2 separate regions of the Mus musculus genome follow, and region 1 is linked to region 2. A link is a contact called in public Hi-C data. All regions are on one chromosome and are shown on one strand. The core of a region is the stretch at or near the end of the contact, and the rest is flanking DNA. Distances in the headings are between cores, read along the strand shown.

Region 1 (3,775 bases), core at 422-2,921, 37 kb before region 2:
GTGATTCTGGGATCCTGGGATCCTGAGAACCTGGGTGTAGCAGAGCTCCTAGGAGTCAAGATGTTTCTGGGACCCTGAGATTCTGGTGTGACCAGGCTCCTGGATCCGGGGATCCTAAGCATATTAGAGCACCCGGGAGTGGAGCTTCCTCTGTGTGTTGTGGGATTCACTTTGGAGTTTGCACCCAAGGTCTGCTCAGGGAACCAGCCCAGACAGACCAAAAGGAATCCATGTCACTGGTCTGGAGGAGTTCCTGCCTGCCTGAGTCCTGCTGGCCTCAGTTACTCCTGGTGTTGGGACAGATGATGTGTCCTCCTCACCTCTTTTATTCAGGTTTCTTAACTTTTAAAGGAGTCATTTTCTTCTTTTAGTGGATTCTTTAACATCTCTTCCTATATTTGTTTCTTCCTTGCTGACTTTCCTCTGTATCCATTTGGGATTTTCATCTTTCTGGGTTGTTTCCTTGAGGCTTGTGGATTGAACACTAGAAAACAGGGACACAGAGAATATCTTAGGAAACTGCTTACAATGAGATGATCCCCTACCTCCCCAGCTGATAAATAAAATTTAAAAAATAGCATATCTCCTTTCAAATAAACCTTTTTAACATCTAGTTTTGAAGATTCAAATAAGCACACATTGCCTGTTATGTATTTGCCCTCAGTTCCCTTGTCCCCCAGACAGATTAACTTCTACTTTCATGTCATATCTACGATATAACTTTTATATTTATACAAAATCTAAGATATGAGAATGAGAAAATGTATTCGTCTTTCTGAGACTAGCTTTATTGTCTTAATGTGACTACCTACAGTTATATCCACTTTCCTACGAAGGAGATAATTTCAATCTTCGTTACGGCTCAAGAGAAGTCAATTACACATACCTAGTAGTGTATCCAACCCTCTGTTAGGCCTGTCAAGAATCTTTTCTGCTACTGCCCCATGCTCCTTCTCCCTTAATAAACAGACTACACAAGTAAAAGTAAAAATGCTGTCCTAAGGAAGAAGAGGTCATGAGGTCCAGGAAGCAATGCTCTAAGCACTCAAAGAAGGCAGGGAGCCTTTCCATGAGATATGTTGTTTGAAGTATTTGATATCTTGACATATGCCTTTAAAGATATTACAACCTATGCCTATTATCTGTAATGGTAGTAGACAGAATGCAACAACTTAACTTAAAAAGTAAACAATGCTAAAGGTCACTGGATGGAACTGATCATGCTTGGGACAGCAAAGGAGGCAGGAAACCACAGAAAAAGATAAAAGCTGAATGAGGGCACGTGACATGCACAGCAAACATTGACCCAGCAGCTAGGAACAGTAAGGGAGATGATCTGATAATAATGGTTATCAGAAGCTGAGGTCCTTCTTTACCATTAAAACAAACTGGGAGGTCTTGCCCTGCTAGACAAATAATGAGTGTCTCCCTTTTCTTCTCTATTCAGCATCCTCCACTGAACACAGCTACATGCCAGACTTCCACTGGCAGGACTTCTCAGATAACGGCTCAACTTTTGGAATTCAACTTTAAAAATTTTTTTAAAAATTTCAAGAAGGAAAGCAAAATCCTCTCTGAAGAAACCATCACTTTGATTGAATCCCATCTGGAGAATAAGAACCTCAAAGAGGCACTGACTGTGATTAGTCATGCTCTGCGAAATATTGACAAAGCCCCACTGAACATTGCTGTGACTGGAGAAACAGGAACAGGGAAATCCAGCTTTATCAATGCCTTGAGAGGAATAAGTAGTGAAGAAAAAGATGCAGCCCCCACTGGGGTAATAGAGACAACCATGAAGAGAACTCCATACCCACACCCAAAGCTTCCCAATGTGACAATATGGGACCTGCCTGGCATTGGGTCAACCAACTTCCCACCACAAAACTATCTGACAGAAATGAAGTTTGGTGAGTATGACTTCTTCATTATCATCTCAGCTACACGCTTCAAAGAAATTGATGCACATCTGGCCAAAGCCATTGCAAAGATGAACATAAAGTTCTACTTTGTCCGAACCAAGATAGATCAAGATATCAGTAATGAACAGAGGAGTAAACCTAAGTCTTTCAATAGAGACAGTGTCTTAAAGAAAATAAAAGATGAATGCTTGGGTCTTCTCCAGAAGGTTCTCTCCAGTCAGCCTCCAATCTTCCTAGTCTCTAACTTTGATGTGTCTGACTTTGACTTCCCAAAGCTGGAGACCACCCTACTGAAGGAACTCCCAGCCCACAAGCGCCACCTCTTCATGATGTCCTTGCACAGTGTTACTGAGACTACCATTGCCCGGAAGAGGGATTTCCTCAGACAGAAGATCTGGCTGGAGGCCCTGAAGGCTGGACTATGGGCCACCATTCCACTTGGGGGCTTAGTCAGAGATAAAATGCAGAAGTTGGAAGAGACCTTGACTCTCTACAGGTCTTACTTTGGGCTGGATGAAGCCTCACTAGAAAATATTGCCAAGGATTTCAATGTGTCTGTGAATGAAATTAAGGCACACCTTAGGTCTCTCCAGTTGTTAACAAAGAACAATGACATGTCCTTCAAAGAAAAACTGTTGAAATATATTGAATATATTTCCTGTGTTACTGGGGGACCACTTGCCTCAGGCCTTTACTTTAGTAAGACTTACTACTGGCAAAGTCTCTTCATTGATACTGTGGCAAGTGATGCCAAGTCTCTCCTTAATAAGGAAGAGTTTTTGTCAGAGAAGCCAGGATCGTGCCTGTCTGACCTCCCTGAATACTGGGAAACAGGAATGGAGCTGTGAGGTACTAACCTTTGGACTGGCTTCAGACATGGACTTAACGCCTACTTTTAGCATCAGATATTTTCTGGGAAAGACCAGAGGATTAATTTCTTTCAGAGACAGAATACCACTCTGGCAAGAAAAAAAGAGTCATCCCCAGTATAAGCACAGTCTTCCATTAAAATATCACCATGAGAATTTATGGTTGTATACATATGACTTGCAATATTTTGTCTAATTAAACTGGGTTCTTTTGTCCCAAGGAGATTCCCCAAGCAGTGCCACACTCTCCTAAGTTAAAGAAGTTAGCAGACCGTATAACCATTTGTGTTTTTCTGTATCTGCATCATTTTGAGAATAATGACACTAGGTTGTTGTTTCTTGCATTAATGCTTATACCCTAGGTAAGCTTGTTCTCCAACTCGTTTATACCTAAAATAACCTGTTTGTCGATTCTGTCTGAAATGCGGCTGGTTGCCTCTTCTCACACAACTTCCTCCACAACCTGGTGGTGAATCTCTTCAGCCTCACTCTTTCCCAGAGTTCCTTTTTCTCAGGCAGTTGTCTCACCCATTTTTTCCTGACTCTCTACGCGCCATTCAGCTCTTTGTGGACAGATGATGCTTTGACACCATGCACAAGAGCTGATTGACACAATCCTCTCTTGAACTTCGTTGGGGGTTTGGGAAGTACAGGGGTCACGTTCCCAGCACACATCTCCACATTAGGTGGTATGGCCTTAGACATAGTAGGCACACAGCACATGGGATGATGACCATTGTCGATGCTTCCTCCAGGAAGAGCTGAGGAATGCATGGATAAGTAAACACACCTGGAGATCTGTACAGACACAGACATTGTATTCCACAGCCTTCACCAGTCAACGGGATGAGTTTGGAATTTGGGCTGTAGGCAACACAGGCTCTAATTAAGTTGTCATTTCTTGTGGTATGAAAAAGGCTCAACAACATCTTAAAATCCCACCTCCTCTCGATAAGAGGTGCTTAACATAAGAGCCTATAATCT
Region 2 (4,124 bases), core at 1,144-3,643:
AAGTCGCCTCTGTGGGTGCTTTGTGAGAGGAGGAGGAGGAGAGGAGCCGTATGAAGCCCTATCTCTGTCCCTGTGGGAGCAGGAGACCAGGAAAGCCCTTTCAGTCAGAGTCCTCTGTGCTGCAGCCGACAAGCCTTTCCTGTGTGAGTTGGAGTCACAGATAGGAACAAGGCCCATGAGAAGCCAAGTGCTGCGCTTGAAGCTAAGACACCTACACTACCCCTGACAGAAATACTGGGGCTCTTTTTTTCAGTCACAAAGAAAGTAGCAGATGATTTCATTATCCTAGCACAGTAGTGAGTACAAGACTCTGTAGGCTCGGTGACCTCAAGTGTGTGTGTGTGTGTGTGTGTGTGTGTGTGTGTGTGTAGATTTATGAGTGTCTGTATGTACATGTATATGCCTTATTATGCAGGATAGGTGTGAGATCGTGATTGACAGGTCACCAGCTATGTCCAAGACCTTGGTTCCCAAGAGTGAATCTCCATGAATCTTTCTGTAAGGAGTAACTAACATGGTGTGGCGATTAATGAACTGTACCAGGGTCTCCCTGCTGAACAACAGGGTGAAAAGGCAAGTCCCCACACTTCGGTGTCAGAGAAAAGTAAACAGAGAAATGCCTATACTGTGCTTTTGTAACTGTTGACTCTTCCTTTCCTTTCTACAGTGAATGAATGATTAACCAGAGTAAGAACCTGGTACTAAGACAGGATCTTGATTAACTCAGCCTTTGCTCGTCTTGATAGTTCATGCTTTTAGCTCCAGCACTCAGGAAGCAGATGCAGGTAAACTCCGTAAGTTCAAGGCCAGCCTGGTCTACACAGAGAGTAGGTTAGGGAAGCCAAAGATTCTCGGCCAGTGACATTTTTAAGGACAGACCGCCTGTGTTCTGATTATTGACTGTGTACACACAGCATCCTGCCCTGAGGAATCTTTACCTGACACCCAGTTATAACAAACCCTGCTGTGCCCAGCCTCAGTTCCTCCGCAGGAGCAAGAGCCTGAGAGAACTAACTCTGAGCTCAAGGGAGACCCTGGCCCTGGGGAAACACAAAGTGCTGAGTTGAAATGCTGGCTCACTGAGACAGAAGGTTCCAGAAACTCTCTTCCTGGCCTTCCTGTACTGTGCTCAGACCTGTTCCTGTTTGTTCTTATAGAAATCACATAAAGAAAGCAGGACATACAGATTGTCCAGTCTCTCAAAGACAGACATTGAAACTAGCCTGCTTTCTCCTCAGGCTTTGAGGAGAAGCTGAGGGCTTAGAGGAATCAAACAAGGACAGATCCTGGCTATCACTCAAGGCCTCCAGTTCATTAAACAACAGCTCACACTTGTTCCTCTTCTCAGCAACTCAGTCTTTTCCGGTAAGGAGAAAGAGAAAGCCACCAGCGCCGGTAGAGGATCACATTACTGGTCACTTGGAGGGGTGACAAAGGGCTCCTTGTGACCAGAGGATCACATTGCCCAAACCTCTGGGCAATACTGAGCCTGTAATGGGCAGAAGTAGAGTTTGGAACACTGGTTAGTGCCTGTGTGAGGAGCCGCCTCATTCCTCCTGGCCCAATCTGTCTCCCTCTCGCAGTGACTATGGAACAGGCTCAGCTCTGCCCCTCTTTGCTGTGCAGTAAGAACTCACCGGTAGGTACAGAAGAGCAGCAGAGAGAATAACAGCCGCCCGACACTCTGAAAGCTACTTGGCTCCTCTTCGCTGCCCCCTCTGTCACTGTGACCGTGGCCGGTTGCTTTAAAAAAAAAAAATTCTGTTTTTCTTCATGAAAACGTTACACAGGGGTCAGTGCTTCTATGCCATGGTCAAAGCGTCCAGCCCCTGCGTTTACTCTCTAATAATCTACCTCCTAGATCTGAGGAAAATGAAGTATGTCCCCTCTCAGCTCATACCCTCTTCCCTCTCAAACACTAACGAGGACAAGAACCCGATTCTCGACTCCCTGGTGCTCTGACATTCTCCTTTATATAGAGAGGTGTGATTAATCAAGTGAGCCGGCAAACGGGGTAAACGATCATACAGAACAAGGTCTCAGTGCAGCCTCCAAGCTCGGGGTGGCCTGAGGTTGCTGGGTCTGGAGGTTAGCATTGCCCAGGGCCAGCATCTCCACAGGTGGTATCCACGGAAAGAAGTAGCAGGTTCAGACACTGGAAGGTCTGACGCGGGGCTGGCTGTTAAAGTCCCTAAACAGACACAACTCCAACCCCAACGCCCCCACCCTCCACTTCCACCACCACCTCCAATCCCTCATCCCGACCCCTGTTGACGGTGAGTCAGCACAGCAGGGTTCTGCTCCTCTTTGAAGACTACTATGCAGCCCGCCCAGCCTAATCCTGAAAACTAGCCTGTTTCAAGAAATAGAAACCGAAACTGATTCTCAATTCGAGTCCGTCCCCCCCCCGCTCCCCCGCTGGGCCCAGGCAGGCATATCTCCGGTCTAGAAAGTGCAGGACAAAAAGCAAGGTCTGCTCGAAGACCAGAAGCTGAAAGAAAATCCACGCGATCAGACCTCCTCTTGGTTCGTCTCCTCTCAGAAGGACTCCAGACCTCTGCATCTCATCTCTCAACATCCGGGTCTATATTCCAGTTTTGGATCTCTACATAGGGAACTTCTGCCGGAGGACAGCAACGTTTTTGTCCTAGGAAGAAAGGGGTGACGTTCCAGGAAGGCCACTAACATCGAATCACACATAATAACTCCTCTGGATCAGGTAAGTAAAAGTCTCTTAAATGTAGCTTGGCCACCCCCAATCTAATATGAATCCCCCAATATAATATGAACGGTAAAACCGTGAAAACAGGTCATGTGACCTTGGGGTCTGGTTTCTTTTGCTCAGGCAGTGTCCACAGCAGAGCCTCACTTTGACTGTCTAGTACCACACAGCCCTGCTGTATCTTTGCTGTTCAGATATATCTAAACCACCAGCCTGGAGGCAAATGCGTACCTCACCTTATTTCTGGCCTTGTGGTTCTTCTAATGCTGGCTAAATTTGAAGGAGGGCAGAGCGTGCCAACCCATATTCTCTTGGAATTTAAGATAGCGTCTCTTCATAGCTCCACAAAATAAACGCCCAGGATTAGAATGGACCACAGGCAATATCTAGGATACATGAAAAAAATAGGGGGGGGGGGAGGTTTGTTTCTTATCTGGACTACCCATGGAATAGGAATCTCAGAGTAGGTTTTGAGTATAAGGTATCATAGTGACCTTTTTGTCTGACTCCATTAAAATGTTTTATTTGCATTGGAGAAAGTGTCTCTGTTTAAGGAACCACCTCCTTCACTAGTCTGTAAGTTTATAGTTAATGAGATGGGAGCTTTTCAAATACCATCTTCCCAGAGCATGTGGGTTCAGTACTGTCCCCATTCACCGTGAGCAAGTTTATCACACTTTCCAAAGATAAATAAATATCAGAGGGAATTGTGTGGTCCCTGCTACCTTTCATGCAGCTATGGGCAAGTGTGTGCGAGCATGCTCTCCGTTCTGTGTCGGTTGCGAGACTCGAAAGACATTTCCTCACGGGTCTCATCCTCTTTCCCAGATTGACAGCCACAAGGATCTATATTCTTCTTTGGGGATCTTCGCCCCTGTGCAGAGAGGTGAAATAGGAGTATAATCTGGTCATGATCCTCAAAAAAGGAAGTGGAGGGTCACTTGAATCCCAGAAAGAATTCTAAGGGCTCTTTGTAAATACTGGGTTGGAGTTCTGAGGCACGGTATCCCAAGGCTGTCCACACCAACATTCCTGTGTGGCTCCTGGAGGATCCTGCAGCTTCATACAGTTATCCATGCCCTTTCCCAGTCTGCTTGTAATGTATGGACTTCAGCAGCCCTCCTGAGAGTTACTGGCTCCTGCGTGCAGCTGTGACCTGCACCATCCCGGGTGTGCAGGCAGGTCCAGGGTCCAGCACCGGGTGCTCTCGGGTGTGCAGGCAGGTGGGAAGTCTCCATCTACAGTCACAGTTACATAAATAGTTCTGAGAAAGCATGGTTTGCTCTCATCTTCTACTCTGGTGAGTGGAACTCAGTTAAGTAAAACCAATACAGAACTAGACCCTGGCTAATGATAGGTGAGATGGAGGGGAGAGAATTGCCTTGAGGACAAGACACTACTG

What was found. Hi-C and Micro-C count contacts between places; a contact is called where the count stands out from the background.
Region 1: a Hi-C map of group 2 innate lymphoid cells shows a contact between it and region 2, with 2.2 times the contacts expected there. The contact joins the enhancer-like site here to the promoter of Irgm1 in region 2. A contact is called at or near these places in 21 of 39 promoter capture datasets (the 3T3-L1 cell line, 3T3-L1-derived adipocytes, the C10 cell line and 14 more), 14 of 484 Hi-C or Micro-C datasets (the AML12 cell line, the C10 cell line, the C2C12 cell line and 8 more), 7 of 115 datasets of contacts at active chromatin or transcription factors (CD8 T cells, the SCID.adh cell line, embryonic stem cells and 4 more) and 4 of 9 other capture datasets (adipose tissue, liver, macrophages and 1 more).

The regions. Positions count from the first base shown.
Region 1 is chr11:48,906,152-48,909,926 of GRCm38.p6, reverse strand. Gm12185 (predicted gene 12185) reads left to right here. Exons shown (of 3, transcript NM_001045540.2): 3 at 1,448-3,775. The coding sequence ends at 2,770. Among named protein-coding and RNA genes, the nearest start is that of Gm5431, 5.9 kb to the right of the region's middle. Within about 2 kb of position 1,671, at least 4 of the 459 cell types and tissues checked have an H3K27ac peak or open chromatin away from gene starts, as enhancers often do. A contact at or near this core is called in the G1E-ER4 cell line and group 2 innate lymphoid cells, where this site is marked.
Region 2 is chr11:48,869,689-48,873,812 of GRCm38.p6, reverse strand. Irgm1 (immunity-related GTPase family M member 1) reads left to right here and starts at 2,393. Exons shown (of 3, transcript NM_008326.2): 1 at 2,393-2,719.